Regions from separate parts of the Drosophila melanogaster genome. Here region 1 is linked to region 2. A link is a contact called in public HiChIP or PLAC-seq data. All regions are on one chromosome and are shown on one strand. Each heading gives the region's core, a stretch centred on a gene start, on an enhancer-like site or on the middle of the called end of the contact. The rest is flanking DNA. Distances are from core to core; before and after follow the strand shown. Region 1 holds the start of sqd (squid). Region 2 holds the start of CG44142.

Region 1 (2,700 bases), core at 170-2,669, 330 kb before region 2:
AAAAGCCGCTAAAATGGTAAAAAAAAAAATTTAAGAGATAGAGCCCTGCCGCAATAATAAAATATACGCCCATTTAGCATTTTTTATGTTGATTTTTTCCTAGTATGCGCCACCCCTTTGAAAATGGAAAATGCTAGTTTTTCTAGACCGCGCACACGAGGCCGTCGCCGGCTCACCTTTTTTAAGCGATATTTTTCCTCGTTTTTATTTTTCCTTTTTGTAATGCACAGTGTGTATTGCTTTTGGGTTGAAGTTTGCCGAAAAATCGGCACTTTTTGTAGCACTTTTCTTTGTTATCTTCCTGCGGGGGGCGGGGAGAGTTGGATTTCTTAGTGGAGCGCTGAAATTATGCGGTTTTTTTAATTTACAAAACGATAGTCGAAACGTATGAAATGCAGTATAAAATTGCAAGCTGCACACAAAACACACAGCCACACACACCAATGCACTCACTCGCTCACACACACACACTAGTCTAGTTTGTTGCAATTCTTTTTGTCTTTTTTTTTGAGAATAACTAACTTGGCAATTCTTGACGTGTATTTTTTGTTGCTTTCTGATGTTTGGCGATCACAGTTGTTGTTGAATTAAGTTACGATGCATATGTTGTGGCTTTTGAGTAGAAAATAATCGCAAACGCAATGAAATTGGACAAGTGTGTTGAATCGAGAAGAGAACCGACGTTCGTTCCTCTTTTCCTCTTTTTTGCCTCTGCACAGTTTTATTCTTGGTTTCGCGTGTGTTGGTGTGTGAATGATGGCGGCTTTTCCAAGGGTGTGCACACACTTCTTTTTTTGGGGTGGTTAATCTAGTATGTTCCATAGAATATTTTGATGAATTTGATATTTTCATATTTGAGCTCAATTAAGCTCATTTTAGGGGCGCTAAGTTTCTTTTAAATAGTTTTATAAAACTTATTTTCATTTTAGCCATTTCCGATTTTTTGAGTAAGCTCATGAAACACCTTTCTTTAAAGGAAACATTTTATATAGCAAATAAATAAAAACCATAATAACGTTATATTATAACCTGTTGGGAAATCCGAATATGAAAATTGTATAAATTTTTGCAAAAAATAAAAATATTTAATATAAACCAATTAAATGATTTAAAATATTGTTGATGTTTCAGCCTATAAGAAGTTAATATGAAAATTCGATTTTAAACAATTCTTTGTATGTAAATGTTGTTTTCGTTCCCAACACATAGTAAATAATGAACATTGTATTTTTTATATTTATAAAATTATAAATGTTTATGAAATACTTAATATTTATTTAAATATTTAAACCTTTAATACAACTAAAATGAATTTATAAACCAAGTAACTTGTCCATTGTGTAAACTGGGCTTTAAAATATTTGTATAAAATTTTTGGTATTCTTTTCATTTTCTCTTCATAGGTGTGTGTACATTGTATAAATCAAAGCTGCCATACTGCAAGCAGACAAGTCACGCGCCCATTTAGCTCCTTATATAGGCTTATTTGGGGTGGTATCGTACAGAAAATCCCAATTTAATCCTTGGCAAATGTATAGCTAACAATCTCCAGGTAGAGCAAGCAAATACAATACAAATATTTACCAAAATAATACCAAATCGACTTGACTGGGAAAACATCAAGGTGGCAACGCCGCACCCATATACACACGCTGTCGTTTGCATTTATCATTTTCCGGTCGTCATTTCATTCGTACGCGCGACTTTTTGGCGAGTGTGTATAAAAATCTCCGGCTCTGCGTAAAAAACGAATATCGTGCTGCCTAGCCCCCGAAATTAGTAGATCAGTCGAAAACACACAAAATGGCCGAGAACAAGCAAGTGGATACAGAAATAAACGGCGAGGATTTCACCAAGGACGTGACTGCCGACGGTCCGGGATCTGAAAATGGTGATGCGGGCGCCGCCGGCTCGACCAACGGCAGTTCGGACAACCAATCGGCCGCATCCGGCCAGCGGGACGACGACAGGTATGTCCATTATCCGGCGGATACGTTTTTTTTTTGTTCTTTTTTATTTTTGCAACGGGCAACCGATGATCATGTGCCCCCCATAGATTTTCTGCTTCTACATAGTGTATATTGCCTACTCTGTTACGTAAATGCAAAGCTAACGTCGTTGGTCGAGTTTCATTGGATTTTACGGGGTTCTGCGGGGGAAGTCTGACCCCTTTTGTGTTCTCTCTCGCTTGCGCTCGTGCGTCGGAGTGTGTTTAAGTGTGTGTGTGTGAGGTGTCGGTGCGACTGTACTTCAGTCATATTAATAGAATCTTCGGGCCAAAATGCATCATCACAGTCTCGGGAGACATGGAAAATTTTCAACGTTTTCCCCTGCACACACACGCACTTTCCGCAATGAAAACCAGAGTTTTCTTAAGCTAGGAGCACATTTTCTCCCCTTTGTGAGGTTATGTTTGTTTCCCACGTTGCCCCACAGACACACTGTGACGCATACGAACACAAATCATACGGTTGCCTTTCACTTGCAAAAAATGTGGCGAAAAAAAACGTTGGAAAAAGTTATGTTTGTATTTGTCAGTGTATTCTTTTTAATTCGCATTACTCTTTGTTTCGGCTATTTCGTTGTTATTTTGTGCTCTTCCAGTTTTGTACCCAAAATGGCGGCTGCATACAGGCATACATACCAACCTAACGCCCGCTGTTCTGTAGGTGTGTGCGTGTTTTGCAGTTTTCACTTATT
Region 2 (2,700 bases), core at 182-2,681:
GCTCTTCTATACAACTCCGTCTTAAAACCTATCTGGACTTATGGCTCCGAGCTGTGGGGCAACGCATCCAGAAGTAACATAGACATTATTCAGCGAGCACAGTCAAGAATTCTGAGAATTATCACTGGAGCGCCGTGGTACCTTCGGAACGAAAACATACACAGAGACCTAAAAATCAAATTAGTAATCGAAGTAATAGCTGAGAAAAAAACGAAGTATAACGAAAAGCTGACCACCCATACAAATCCCCTCGCAAGAAAACTAATCCGAGTATGCAGTCAAAGCCGGCTGCACCGCAACGACCTCCCAGCCCAGAAATAAACTTATTAGGGCATTAATGAAAAAAAAAACTATCACTAAGTGAAAGTTAATTAAGTTAGATTAAGATTTGAACACTTATTGTTAGTCTCTTAACACAAAGGGAAGATTCAATAAATAATAAAAAAAAAAAAAAAAAAAAACCTATCCCTTCTTAAAAAATATTACAGAAATTCTTTTTCAATTGTATTTTTTTTCAAAAATATCATAAGCAATCAGAATTCTTGTGGGGAAATCATTGACCACTTGATCCTTGTTGACAATTTGATTTTTGATGTTTGCGATCCCCGCTTCCAAAACTTTTTAATAACAAGTAGTTCCGGCTGGAGCTGTACGGCTGCGGACAAGTTTTTGGAATCGTTTAGCAGAAGAGCGCGATCGGCGGTGCTGAAGGTTTTCCGGGAAATATGTTCCGACCACTGCTCCCTGGCATAGTTCACCCGTTAGTTGCCCAATTGATTTGTGTCAATCCTTACCCAGCTGGTCTCTTCCGAAAGCGTTATGGTGGTCTCATTTTCATTGTTGAATATTAATGATTGGACTTCATTGTTGATGCTTCTCGTATAGATAATGGGAATCGACCAACGGTAGCTGTTTAAAGAAGTTTTGTTAAAGTAGTATTGTCGCTGAGCCATATGCTTCGTCCAGGTCTGCATGATCCGTCCAGGCCCTATTTCTTCTCGACTGCGGCGAGGTAATCCTCAGTACGGTAGATATGACGCACCAAACCAGATTCTTCAGCATACGTACTAAGGCTGCGCCCTTGGTGATGGTATCGAAGAACTCCGTGATCTTGGCAGGACTCTAAATGGACCTGACAATCGGATGGGAGGCTAAGGTCAATGGTCACCATCAGGAGCAGTTCCCGAATGATTGTCTGATTGTCTATATTCCATTCCGGGTGCATTTGCTTTACTCCCTTGTACTCAAGGAATGATGCGAAAAACTCGTTTAGCCACATGGCTAGCACGTTTTGTTATAATAAGTATTACTTTCATATTATCTTGTGGCATGTGTTTATAAACAATTAGCAAATTTGCTGGGTCTGTTTAAAACAATTGCTCCCCAGACTCGGACTTCGTATAAATGGGGAATCGATCGGATGAAAATTTAGTTCTGAATCGAGCATCACTATGCAGCCTTTCACTTTCCTGATGGCCATCTTGGCGGTTTCTCTACTCATGCTGTTCAGCACTCCGGCAACTGAGGGAACTTTCATTATTATCGCCTGCATGTTGCGGTCACCAATATGCCCATGGATTACAACGGCGACCACCAAGAAAAGTGCTAGTGGTAGTTCTAGTGGAAGTTCCAGTGGAAGTTCTGGTGGAAGTTCTAGTGGAAGTGATGGTGGAAGTTCTAGTGGAAGTGATGGTGGAAAGTAATCAAAATTTAACAAAATTAAAAATATTTTAGTTGCATCAAATTATACCATTTCTTTCGGTGAAAATGATCAGTATTTTAAAGGGATTAGCTTTAATTGATTAGGAAAAAGTATTCAAGAAATTATTTTTTCACTTGTATTTTCTTCAAAAATATCATAAGCAATCACAATTCTTCGTTTACATTTGAAATGCTTTTGCTTCACTAATTAGCTAAGACTATAGTCACTTCCATTGGTAGTTTTTACATTACTGATATTTTACAAGGTGCAAATGGCCGAGTTTAGGGCTCACTGAATGCGGTTGGTGACGCTGGACTGTTGAACGTAATTGGCCAACCATTCGCCCACCTGGGCCTTGTTGGCCGCTAGCCATTTGATGTTTGCCTTCACCGCTTCCAACGCCTGTTGACGGGCCGCAGTTCCGGCTCCAGCCTCGGGATATTTGGCAAAGAACTGCTGCATCTCTTCCAGCTTGGTTTCTGTTGAGAAGCGGGCAGTGATCGTGGGGATCAGACGACCCAAGGTGCGTTCATTGATGCCGAAACGATCCACCAACTTCTCCCAGTTTTCACGCACGTAATCCCACACAAGACTCTGACCCACCGGATTGGTGGATATATATCCAAGCAGGGTGAAGTAGTCCTGGCGGCGGACATTGCTCTCATCCCAGGCCCAGTTGATGTAACGCTGCAACAGCCATGGCACCTGCACGGCGGTTAGGCAGTTCATCAACTTCAGCTTTTCCTGGGCATCACTCTCGTCCAGATACAGCTTCCAAACTTGATCCCAGGCAGCCTCTGTGTTCACCTGTTGCAGACCATAGTAGTAGACAACGTCTCGGATATCCGGATTGGGCCGGGTCTCGGGGCTGGCTAGCCACTGGTTGAAGAGCGTGACCGCCTGTTGCAAGGAGCTCTCATGTCCCAAGCTGCAGGCTGAGCTCAGCACCTTAATACGGAGGCGACTGTAAAATATAATGAATTATATAAGTGTAAGAA

Evidence for each region. HiChIP or PLAC-seq counts read pairs in DNA pulled down with a chosen protein or histone mark.
Region 1: a contact with region 2 is called in an H3K27ac HiChIP or PLAC-seq map of the Kc167 cell line, with 2.6 times the contacts expected there. The contact joins the promoter of sqd here to the promoter of CG44142 in region 2. A contact is called at or near these places in 2 of 107 Hi-C or Micro-C datasets (larval brain and wing imaginal disc) and 1 of 6 datasets of contacts at active chromatin or transcription factors (the Kc167 cell line).

The regions. Positions count from the first base shown.
Region 1 is chr3R:13,645,023-13,647,722 of dm6, reverse strand. It overlaps sqd (squid), which reads left to right and starts at 1,419. Exons shown (of 7, transcript NM_001260159.2): 1 at 1,419-1,970. The coding sequence starts at 1,804. It overlaps rin (rasputin), which reads right to left and starts at 719. Exons shown (of 4, transcript NM_169533.2): 1 at 523-719.
Region 2 is chr3R:13,311,919-13,314,618 of dm6, reverse strand. It overlaps CG44142, which reads left to right and starts at 1,431. Exons shown (of 1, transcript NM_001275603.2): 1 at 1,431-1,764. The coding sequence starts at 1,452. The coding sequence ends at 1,703. CG32473 reads right to left here. Exons shown (of 7, transcript NM_169503.3): 7 at 1,834-2,666. The coding sequence ends at 1,991. It also overlaps the pseudogene CR46407.